Linked DNA regions of Zea mays: all the other regions are linked to region 1. Evidence: chromatin contacts called from public Hi-C data. All regions are on one chromosome and are shown on one strand. The core of a region is the stretch at or near the end of the contact, and the rest is flanking DNA. Distances in the headings are between cores, read along the strand shown.

The links. Hi-C and Micro-C count contacts between places; a contact is called where the count stands out from the background.
Region 2: a Hi-C map of leaf shows a contact between it and region 1, with 4 times the contacts expected there. The contact joins the promoter of LOC100501391 here to the promoter of LOC100191236 in region 1. A contact is called at or near these places in 11 of 25 Hi-C or Micro-C datasets (bundle sheath, ear, endosperm and 5 more).
Region 3: a Hi-C map of leaf shows a contact between it and region 1, with 4 times the contacts expected there. The contact joins the promoter of LOC100304174 here to the promoter of LOC100191236 in region 1. A contact is called at or near these places in 2 of 25 Hi-C or Micro-C datasets (leaf and root tip).

The regions. Positions count from the first base shown.
Region 1 is chr5:207,312,385-207,316,180 of Zm-B73-REFERENCE-NAM-5.0, reverse strand. LOC100191236 reads right to left here and starts at 1,662. Exons shown (of 6, transcript NM_001136670.1): 1 at 1,526-1,662; 2 at 1,150-1,256. The coding sequence starts at 1,600.
Region 2 is chr5:207,183,628-207,187,297 of Zm-B73-REFERENCE-NAM-5.0, reverse strand. It overlaps LOC100501391, which reads right to left and starts at 2,103. Exons shown (of 11, transcript NM_001362567.1): 1 at 1,868-2,103; 2 at 248-605. The coding sequence starts at 503.
Region 3 is chr5:207,113,554-207,117,714 of Zm-B73-REFERENCE-NAM-5.0, reverse strand. LOC100304174 reads right to left here and starts at 1,806. Exons shown (of 1, transcript NM_001165629.2): 1 at 1,162-1,806. The coding sequence starts at 1,703. The coding sequence ends at 1,425. LOC103627583 (oligopeptide transporter 4) reads left to right here. Exons shown (of 6, transcript XM_008647886.4): 5 at 36-218; 6 at 322-1,238. The coding sequence ends at 939.

The DNA.
Region 1 (3,796 bases), core at 413-2,912:
CGGTGCACGATATCAAGTGGGCTTCTACAAAAGTAACTAGCCATTTTTTTGGTGATGGGGGGGGGACAAGACAATTGCACATCGTTAGTTCTAATTTTGAAGGCCAGGACAGTGGCGAAGAGACCGGGGGCGCCAGAGTGGACCTGGCTCCCTCCAACCACATTATTATATACTGAAAGTCCTTCCCGTTTCCCGAAACCTGGTAGCTTGCAGCCAATATATTATTTGGTGGCCTGTCATATATTCGTATCTCGTCGTCTACGGATGACGGCTGCACGGGGCACTGCCGCTGCGCCATCGTGGAGCTCCACGGGAGTACGGGACGACGCCTCCTCTCGCTTGACCCAGGTAATTGTGGACGCGCATGTGGAGGTTGGAGGCATTGCTGGCAGCGAGCTGTTCTCACTTCTCACGGGCGGACGCGACAACCGGCAAGGGCGCAAGGCGATAGTCAAGTCTGGGTTGCTTACTTGTGTCTCGTGACAAAGGTAAAAAAATGAAATAGACCCCGTTTATTTTTATATACATTTGGATCATCCACTCACCACGATATAAATGAGATGTAATTTTCTTGTCATTTTTATCTTGTGCCCTCGCTGGCTTGGTTGCTTGAGGTAAGCTTGCCCCCTCATCCCCAAATCCTAGCTTCGCCCCTGGGCCAGGAGGACTGGGTTGTAGCCCAGTAGGTTCGTTCGCCAGGTGTGCGAGAAGACAGGCGTGGGTTGGGTTTTTTGCCGGTAGGGTTTTACACACACGGGTGCATTCAGTGGTACTGCGTGTTTCCTACACACTAGAGGTCTAGGCCTTTCAATCCTTTTCTAATGTGTATATTGGACGTGCACGAGTGTGTGTGCGTGTGGTGTCATGTGTGGTGTGTGTAGTGGTGTGAGTTCGTGGCATCCTTGTACCCTATAAAAAAATGAAGGCCAGGATTCTATATGTGCACCGGATATTATCCCTTAATTAAAATGTGAGTTCCAAACTGAACAGTTGAAATAAATACCGGAAAAGCAGCAAACAGCTATTTCTCAACAGGCTACCCTTTTTTCTACCCGTCCCAACTGTAATTCTAAACATGTAAACCGCTACATTTGCTTTGGATAGCATAGTCCACCACTGAATCAAGCTGAAAACATCATGTATACTTACACATCCGCTGCTCCAGCAGTAATTGGCTCCTCTTCTGCAGTAGCAGCAGCAAGTTCGGTCTTCCCATCCTCGCTTGGCGTTGCTCGCTTGCTCTTGCAATGCATTTCCTGCCAAACATCAACAATTAGCCAGATGCAAACAAACATTTTTTGCAAAAAGGCGGACGAATTTACATAAATCTCCCATCACGATGCGATGAGGTGTAATCTGAGCTCTCCATCCCCGAATCCAAAACCCCCTGCGCCCACCGCGCCTAGCCATCGATGAGACCGACAGTCGCCTGTCAAAGCCCCCCCAAAACCCAAAACCCTAGCAGCTGCGGCGGCGAGGCGCAGTGGTCCGGGAAGTCATAGAAGCCATAGACAAGCAGGCATACTTTCATGCTGAACATGGCGCGGTCGAAGGCGTCCACCAGCGCGGAGTCGTCCCACAGTTCGGCGCCCTTGCCCATCCCCGAACCACGCCGCCGAGCTGTCTCGCCCTCGCGGAGGCTGCGGCTTCTCTTCCTTCTCTTGGAACGGAAAGGCGCATTCACGAATCGCGAAGTCTCACCAGAGGAAAAAGGAACAGCACAGCTGCAGACGCCCATCCGCAACCAGAAGGCCAGCCCGTGTTTGTGCCCATCAGTAGGCCCATGGGTTGGTCCAGCAGAGCACGTCGGCCCATCGAGTCTCCTGGACCTTTGTCCACCACGTTATCTGCCGGGACACGTAGGATTTGTTTGGTTGCTTGGCCCAGCCTGAGTCAGGCTCATTGAAAGAACCAGGCTCAAGAGAGCCCGTATCTATAGAGACGGTTCAAAATATTTGGTTGCCTGGTCAAAATGAGCTAGGCCCATATGGCACATTGTTTGGTTCTCATTTTTTTTAGCTTGGCCCAATTGGGTTGCCGCCAGTTTTCAGTTTTGATGTTTAAAATACAGCTCCCGCCAAATTTCAAAATCGAACTAATTGCAATCATCTAAATATGAACTAATTACAGCAGATTTGAACTAAAAATATGTTTACAACAGATTTGAACTCAAAATCTCGCTGTGATTCTTGCAATCAGACTGAAGCGTTGAAATCCAATAGATGTGATTACAACAGAATTGAACTAAAAATATGATTTTGACCCATAAATTGAACTAATTGCAATCATCTAAATATCATTTACAATAATCTGAATTAAACAGATCCATACAACCGAACAGCAACATATTTGAACTAAAAATATGATTTTGATCCTACAAACCCTGATCCATTTGACAGCAACAACTTGAGAAGAGAACAAACATAAACAGAATTAACAGAATTACATTAACAGAATTAACAGAATTACATCTGATGATCTAGAAGCTTATCAGACATATAAAAATTAATCTGCAGTGATGCTTAACAGTCAACCGTGTGCACAGTCAACCGTGTGGTGGAAGCAGCAAGTGAGAAAGAGAAGGAGCTTATTTCATGCACAGTCAACTGTGGATCAGGATTTAAGAGAACAATCGATCCACAGTTTAAGAGAAGGAGCTTATTTAAGAGAACAATCGATCCACATGATTTAAGAGAAGGAGCTTATTTAGTGAGAAAGAGAAGGAGCTCTCTTGATCATTTCATGAATAATCAAGAGCGAACAATCGATCCGAGCCGAATCTGAATTCAGCTATGATCCGCAGACCCCAGCTAAACTTGAAGAAAAGAACTATGGAGTCATTGAGCCAAATAACTGAAGAAAAGAAGAAAATTGAAGAACAGACTGCAGAATACGAAGCTAAACTTGAAGAGAGCTTGAAGGAAAAGCAATCTCTTGAAGAGAACTTGAAGGAAAAGCAATCTCTTGAAGAGAGTCTGCAACAAGAGCTGGTGAAATTAAGAGAAGAAAACAAACACCATCAAAACAACATTGCTGATCTGAACCTTCAGCTCTCCACTAATAATGACATGCACAGTCAACTGGAGACCCAGCTAAAGGAGATCAATTAACTGAAACGGTGATTTCAGAAACAACTTGAGAAGAGAAGAAAGAACATAAATTGCATAAACAGAATTAAATACCATGAGACCTGAAACAAAAACTGAAACAGTAACACCAATTTCTCATGAAAAGTGTTTGCCTCAGAAATTATTATCAATTAAAATCACTTGATCAACTCATGAGAGTAATACAATAGATTGCCTCAGTTTTGTATGAATAAACACATCATATGACCATACATGGGAGAACATTTGCTTAAAGGATAGAGAGTATGTTTGGTTGCCTGACCCAAAAATAAAACCAAGAGCAAGGAAAACAAACAGTAAGTCAACCTCCCATAATATAATGCATTAATCCATTAAATTAAACAAGACAGGAGGCTACAGAGGGGGAGAAGAGGAAAACAGGAATAGATGAAGGTAAGAGGGGAGAAGAAAAGAGGAACAACTAGCTACTTAATATAATATACATATTATGCTAGTTGCATAATCTATTAAATTAAACAAGACAAGCATGACAAACATGTTAAATTTAGTTAAGTCAATAAATAAACACATCACTGAAAAGTTCAGTTAAATTCAGTTAAGTCAATAAATAAACACATCACTGAAAAGTTCAGTTAAGTTCAGTTAAGTTCAGTTATAATTGAAAAGTTCAGTTATAATTGAACAACATGCTACTTAAACAATTTCTC
Region 2 (3,670 bases), core at 854-3,353, 130 kb after region 1:
TTCACATTTATCTTGGTAGGTCCCTACACTTGAACAATTTGCCACCTGAGACAATTTAGTAGTTTAGGGACAAAAATGGCAACACTGTGTAAGTATAGCAACTTTCGTTGCAAGTTTCTTCATGTCGTGTTCATCAGTTCATGCAACTACATCTGTTAGCCATTAGTTCTCTGTCTATCATCATTATCAAGATTTGACCTTGTTAGAAGAATATAATCAACTAAGGATACAGAGAAGCAACTATCACCATATTTTGCAGCCACAGGGGCAATTTTGCTGAGATAAACCAGAGGATCCTCAAACTCCTGGGTTGATGGAGAAAATACAGGGCAATCTGGAATCTCATCAATCCAATCTAGGCTAGATAGATCAAATTTCTTTACTCTGTGTTTCAAGAATGGGTCTCTCATGGACCCTGCCTCTCTCAGTGATGCATCACAACTCCTGCGCAGCCTTGCCCCGTATGACACAGATTTCAGAGAAACTCCGTCCTTCCCCGCCATTATCCTGGAGGCATTGGTCCCTTGATCTAAAAATCCAGAGCACAATGACTGAAGCCACGTATCCTTTGCAGTCCCCAGCTCAAGAGAACCGGTCTCCTTGATCTAAGCACATAAGAAGAAGCAATCACTGATTTTGTTAGAGCACTGTATACACATTGCACTACTAAATTATAGCTAGAAATGGCATATTGTAATGGAAGATGCCAAACTAAAGTGAAATGGACATAGCTTAAAGAGTTTGTCTCAGCTGATGTAAACAGAATATCGCAACCCAAAAAGGAAGAGTCTAATCGAACAAATGTAAATAAGCAATTCATGAACATGTGTCAATTGTGCTTACTTTTCCACACCACTCTATATGCCCAAAGGTCAGAGCTGAATTCTACAAAAGGCGAGCAGTCACTAAATTTGTTCCCATAATAAAAGCCACTGTAGCCACGCGGGTGGCAATACCTAGGACTAGGATACACGTAGTACGATGCTGAAAAAGTCAAACTCTCCTGTTTATACAGAGGAGAATCCAACAGTTGTGCACCACAATCACAAAATATAGGAATGCATCCATTTAGTTCAAAATTCCTTCTCAGATCACCCACAGTTCACGTGAATAAAAGAGCTCATATTCAGAACACTAGAGCTATAGCCCGCGAATCACATCATATCAAACCTATCGACGTAGAATAGCAGAAATGCAGGCAAAAATAGCAACTGAAGTGGTCAAACCCTTTCCAGAAATTGGTCAAATCTATGGAACAGTTCGAATTTATAAACACCTCAAAACTAACCGTGAAAGTAAATGTTTGCCACATTAGGCTCAGTTCTACAATAAATTGTCTGAAGCAAATTCGTCGCCCGGAAAGGAACAGGCGCGCCAATAGTAAGAGGACTAGCGGCACCACGCGAAACTACGGGTTAAGCGAGCTGCTACAGAACACATAGAATCAGGCGAGCGCGGGAAGTCGCGAAATTATACCCCGCATATGCAGGCACTGCAACCCATCTCTACCAAACATCCGGCAAATCACAATTTGAAGGGGAAACACAAAATTAAAAAAAACGATTGGGACGGATTTCGACAACGAACCGCCAGAATTGCAGGGTTAGTTGATCACCAAAACGGCACTCCCGGTTCGAGGCGAATAGAATCGTATGACTCGAAACAAACAAAATAATGATACTAACATGAGCGGAGTCCACAAGGCCAAGTCAATTCTGACGAATCAAACAGTTCCCGAGTTTTTTCTGCGCAAATTCCATAGAAAACAAACTCCCGCATCCTCTCAAACAAACCCAACCACCCAGAGCGCTGGTGCACATGCTCGCCAATTCCCGACTAGCAACCCACAAACCCGCAGATCGCTCACCGTATCATCTCGGCGCGGCCTCCCGGCCCGAGGCCTCCTCAAACGGGGACCCACATTCCCCTGAGGCGGCCGCTACCGGCGTCCCCAGCGCGCTCCGATCCGCGCCCGCCCCTGCTCCGGTAACGCCGCGCTCCCGAGCGCACGGAGGTGGCTCCAGAACTCCGGAACGGCGCAGACTACGGATCCCGCGTAGGCGTCGGAACCAAACCAAGGCGAAGGAGGGAGCGCCCGCGGCGGTGCTCCGGCGAGCGGCAGGAGGAGGAAAAAGAGGCGGAGGATGAAAGGAGAGGAAGGGAAAAAAGTGCGGGTGATATTTAATAAGCGATAACTACCTGTACTGCCGGACGCGGATGGCGTTCGGGCCTCGCTGATCCAACCGCCGCGCCACAGCTAATGTGCGGATTATTAGAATGTGGGTTCGGACTGCACTTTTTTTTTTCTTTTCTTTTCCGGTGGATGGGGGTAGTTGTGGTTGCAGGTCGTCGTCACGGGCCGTCTTCTTCCTCTTCCCCCCGGCGGCACCAATTACTGCTCTGCCCTCCGTCAGGTAATGTATGGTGTACAAGTAGTTGGACTGTCCGGCTACTAGGAGCAGGGGCTCTAGCCTTCCAGCTGGGACCTCTCTAGAAACATTAGGTTTGCCGGGGTGGGGCGGAGCACCGCAGATTAGCACGGAGAGCCATGTTAACGTCATCTGTTCAGTAGCGTAGAGGGGATTAATAACGAGACCGTGTTACAAGCATGCGACTTTTCAGACCCCGGATTAAAAGGAAGAAGCGAAGCATCTCGTTGCCTCCCCCAGCACGTTGTTGTCTCCCTTTTTTTTTTCCCCACATGCTGGTTATCTGAGCTTGAGAAGCTCTTGGTTGTGTTCTTTTCTCGTTGTGCGCCGTGCCGATTATGCCTTTTAATTTATCACACATTTCGATTTCGGCGGAGCAGCATCGCGGCGGCCGCCCCCTCGCCGTCGCCGAAATCAGGCTTGTCGGCAGCGAATCCGCGCGTCCATTGCCATCACGTTTTGGGAATTCGCGATGGAGGATCGGTGCGGTATTCTCTCTCGGTCTCGGTCACAGAAAGCCGCCCGTTTTGGATGGACCAACATTTCCGCGGCCGTGGCCAGGTGCACAACGCCGCAAGCAGAGCGTGGATCCAAAACCACATCCCTCCGGCCTCCGCTGTAAAGTTTGAGGCGTCGGACGCAAAGCGTAGGCGTGTATAGCTAGCTGCCAGATAGGTAAAGAGGAATCGCTCTCTGAGAAAAATATATGTAAATACCAAGTACTACTAGCAAAAAAAAATAATTGTATAAAAAAGGTACTTGTCTGCCATTGAACTGTACCAGCAAATTCTAAAAGGACGACGGCCTTGATTAGAGGGAAAGTACCGCACCACAGAGCAGTTAGGCTTTATACGATTGCTTGGAGTAGGGATCGTGTTCGTGTCCCTGTGAAATAAGGAAAGGCTGGATGGATGGCTCTGAGTCTGAGTAAGGGGAGGGGGGATGACGTGGAAGAAGCAAATAATTGAAGTGAAGTGGAGAGCAAAGTGGCATCTCTGCCCCCGCTTGAGATGTTGGATCCTTTTATTTTATTTTATTTTTCGTTTCACTCTACTTTCGGCCAGCTCCTGCTCTGTCAAGTTGGCCACCCCATCCACGGAAGAAAAACGAGTAGTACTCCAAAAGGCCGCTTTTGATGTTAATGGCATACGCTGACTTTGAGTAGAATATAACCTTGCCCCCCCCCCCCCCCCCCCCCCCCCCCCCCCCTATGCACGCACATGTTTTAATCCTTCTATGGT
Region 3 (4,161 bases), core at 557-3,056, 200 kb after region 1:
TGACAGACCCTCCAAATTGCCTTCTGTGCATGCAGTCGCCTGGCCTGAATGTGATCACCGAGTATGCCATGGGTCTGATTATGCCGGGCTCTCCTATCGCCGTCGTCTGCTTCAAAGTCTATGGCTACATGAGCATGTCGCAGGCTGTTGCCTTCCTCTCGGACTTCAAACTTGGCCACTATATGAAGATCCCTCCCAAGTCCATGTTCCTTGTTCAGGTAAATGTTCTTATAAATTGAAATGGTCAGTTGCTTGCATATAAGAAACAAACAAAAAAAAAGGTACTGTACTAATTAATCTTCACTTGCTGTATTTACACAGTTTGTTGGTACCATTGTGGCTGGCACGATCAACATCGGGACAGCGTGGTGGCTGCTTGGCTCCATCCACGGCATCTGCTCGGATTCACTCCCGCCAGACAGCCCCTGGACATGCCCTAACGACCGTGTGTTCTTCGACGCGTCAGTCATCTGGGGCCTCGTCGGTCCAATGCGCATCTTTGGGCCAGGTGGGAACTACGGCGCCGTCAACTGGTTCTTCCTCATCGGCGCGGCAGGCCCGGTCATCGTATACGCTCTCCACAGGGTGTTCCCCAGCCAGAGCTGGATACCGCTGATCAACCTTCCGGTGCTCTTTGGTGCAACGGCTAGCATGCCCCCAGCGACGGCGGTCAACTACAACTCGTGGCTGCTTGTCGGCACCATCTTTAACTTCTTCGTGTTCCGGTACCGCAAGAGGTGGTGGACTCGGTACAACTACATCCTCTCCGCCGGGCTTGACGCCGGAGTTGCGTTCATGGGGGTGCTGCTGTACTTCTCGCTGACCATGCAGAACAAGAGCATCGATTGGTGGGGTACTGCAGGAGAGCACTGCCCTCTTGCCAAGTGTCCTACTGCCAAAGGGGTGGACTTGGGTGATGGCGTCTGCCCAGTCTTCTAAGCCTGGAGTTTGATGCCACAACATGCTGCTGTCAGTTCCAAGTTATGTTCATACCATAGATTTGTGGTATATACGTCGAGTATAATGCGACTTCTCTTATGTGTAAATGATCATATTCTCATGTACTACTTGGTAGTCGATTGTGCGTCCATACCGACAAAAATACTTCATTTGGTTTGCAGATCGCAATTAGAATACATATGTTTCAGTAGTTTACATGGAGAAACAATGGGAAATTGTACGGATTAGTTTATTTCCTAACAGTTACAATATAATAATAGCATATCGGTTCTGCCGTATGCATAGAGAAACAATTCAGACACAGAGTACTAGAACAGACGACACCAATTCAGTCATTGTCAACATGCAGCAGGCCTAAATATTACAATCGGGCATAGCAAGGAAGCTGAGGTATGAAACAGAGACACCAATGAAGATTCGGTAGCAGCTAGGCTCGGGAGACTCTGCGTACCTCTGTCTTCTCACTACGGGAGGCGGCCGCGGTTGAGGAGGCCAAGCGTGTGGCGCGCAGCCTCGACGAGGTCCCGGATGTTGTGGAGCGACCTCTCCTCGGCACCGAAGACGAAGATGGCTCGGCATTCCGCCTTCTTTGCCAGCCGCGCCGCGTGCCCCAGCGGCAGCGCCGGCGAGTTTAGCGCCCGAAGGACCTGCCGATACAGGGACAGAACCACCGGCCGGCGCCGCGCAAGATCCTCCGCCGTCGCCCAGATCATCCCGCTGCCAGCACCGCCCTTCGCCATCATTCCGCCGCCGTGCTCGCCTCGCCCACTGCCACGAGCGGGTTTCGAAGCCGCCGGGGACCGGGGTCCAAAGCGAAAGGATGAGAGGGGAGGCCACTGGGCTTCTATGAGAAAATGGGCTGACCGACCATGATTAGGTTACGGCCCAGGAGCATGTGTTCCCATTTCCCACTTCCCAGACATAGCCATGTCACTCCTTGCTCCGACCACCTACGAAAACCTAACCGGGAGCAAAATGCGCGCGAGGCGGTTCGAATTCTGCCACCCCATTTCGATCGCGTTCTCAGACACAGGGCGAGGTTGTTGGGATCGCATCCGTGGAGGTGAGAACGCAGATTTTGGAATTCCTGCTCTCTGTGATTCTGTTTGTTTGCTTTCCCCGTTCCGAAGCAAAATCCAGTGTGTTTTTCTCTTTGGCTGTTTCGTGATTATGGTGCATTTGGTGATTAGCTTGGTTGCAGATTGTTATGCGTAGTTGATCCACGGTGCTCTAGACGTTCCTCCGATCCTGGCGCACTTGTCTGAATCTTGTTCATTTTGAAGACGTATAGGATTTGGAGAATACACGGCTTGATTAAGATCAGCAAACATGTTACAATATATAGCCACAAACATACCCAGATTATAGAAACATGATCTGGGTAATCGGGCAATGAATCACATGATTGATATCCTGGGATGGGTTTCTATATCTGCTGATAGCCTACTAGGAATAGTTGTCTAACACCCCCACGTCGGCTGGCCGGACATTCATACTGGACTGAAACTCAGCAGAGACTGTAGAAGGAAGGCCCTTGGTGAAAATATCAGCGAACTGGGAGGATGTCGGGACATGTAGAACACGAACTGCGTCGGCGGCCACACGCTCACGAACAAAGTGAAGGTCAATCTCGATATGTTTGGTGCGTTGATGTTGCACCGGATTAGTCGAGAGATAGACAACACTCACATTATCACAGTAAACAAGGGTAGCCTGCTGCAAGGGTTGTCCCAGTTCTTGAAGTAGCTGTCGTAGCCAGGAAGCCTCTACCACACCATTAGCAATGGCACGGTATTCGGCTTCAGCACTGGAGCGTGACACGGTTTGCTGACGCTTGCTGGACCAAGAAACAAGACTGGTGCCGAGGAAGGCAGCAAAGCCAGAGGTGGAGCGACGAGTCTCGGGACAACCAGCCCAGTCGGCGTCAGTGTAGACGGTGAGGGTGGTCGGCGAGGAGGCGCGGTCGATGAATAGTCCGAGGTCAGGTGTCCCCTGGAGATAGCGAAGGATGCGCTTCGCAGCGGCAAGATGTGGTTCCCGAGGATCATGCATGTGGAGGCAAACCTGCTGAACAGCGTAGGTGATGTCTGGACGAGTGAAAGTCAAGTACTGAAGAGCACCAACCAGACTGCGGTAGAGGGTAGGATCAGACACGGGTTCGCCAGAAGAAGACAACTTGGATTGAGTATCCACTGGGGTGGCGCAGGTCTTGCAGCCAGTCATGCCGGCGCGCTCCAATATCTCAAGCGTGTACTGTCGCTGAGAGAGCATCATGCCGGTGGCGGAACGAGTCACGGTAATCCCCAGAAATTGCTGAAGTGGACCAAGGTCTTTCATCGGAAAAGACTGTTGTAGTGAAGTGATGATCCGGCGAAGCAGAGCTGACGTGGAGGCGGTCAAGATGATGTCATCCACGTAGAGAAGCAAGTAGGCACTGTCGGGACCATGCTGGTAGATGAAGAGCGAAGTATCTGTCTTGGCCTCAATGAACCCCATAGACTGGATGCGAGAAGCAAAACAATTGTACCATGCTCGAGGAGCCTGCTTCAAACCGTAGAGTGATTTGTTGAGGCGGCATACGTGATCTGGATGTGCAGGGTCAAGAAAACCAGCTGGCTGAGTGCAGTAGACAGTCTCAGTCAAGGTACCATGGAGGAACGCATTGTTGACATCCAACTGATGAATCGGCCAGTCCTGGTGAAGAGCCAAGCTGAGGACGGTGCGAATGGTGGCAGGCTTCACAACAGGACTGAAAGTTTCGTCGAAGTCGATGCCAGGTCGCTGAGTGAACCCGCGAAGGACCCAACGCGCTTTGTAGCGCTCGAGGGATCCGTCGGAGTTGAACTTGTGTTTGAAAATCCATTTGCCGGAGACGATGTTGGCGTGGGGCGGACGCGGAACAAGAGTCCAAGTGTTGTTGGTGGTGAGGGCTTGGAACTCATCCTCCATCGCCTGACGCCACAGGGGATCATCGAGAGCTCGACGATATGTTGACGGAACAGGGGAGATAGCGGTAACCTCGACGTGAAGATTGTGACGTGGCTGGTGATAACCGCTCTTCGCGCGAGTGCGCATGTCGTGGGAGTTGACCACGGGAAGGGCTGGAACAGAGCCCACAGGAGCTGAGGACGACGTAGCGGGCGGAGGCCGAGCTTGACGAGTAGACCGTTGCTTGGTGGTGGTGCCCCATCGCCAAGGGAG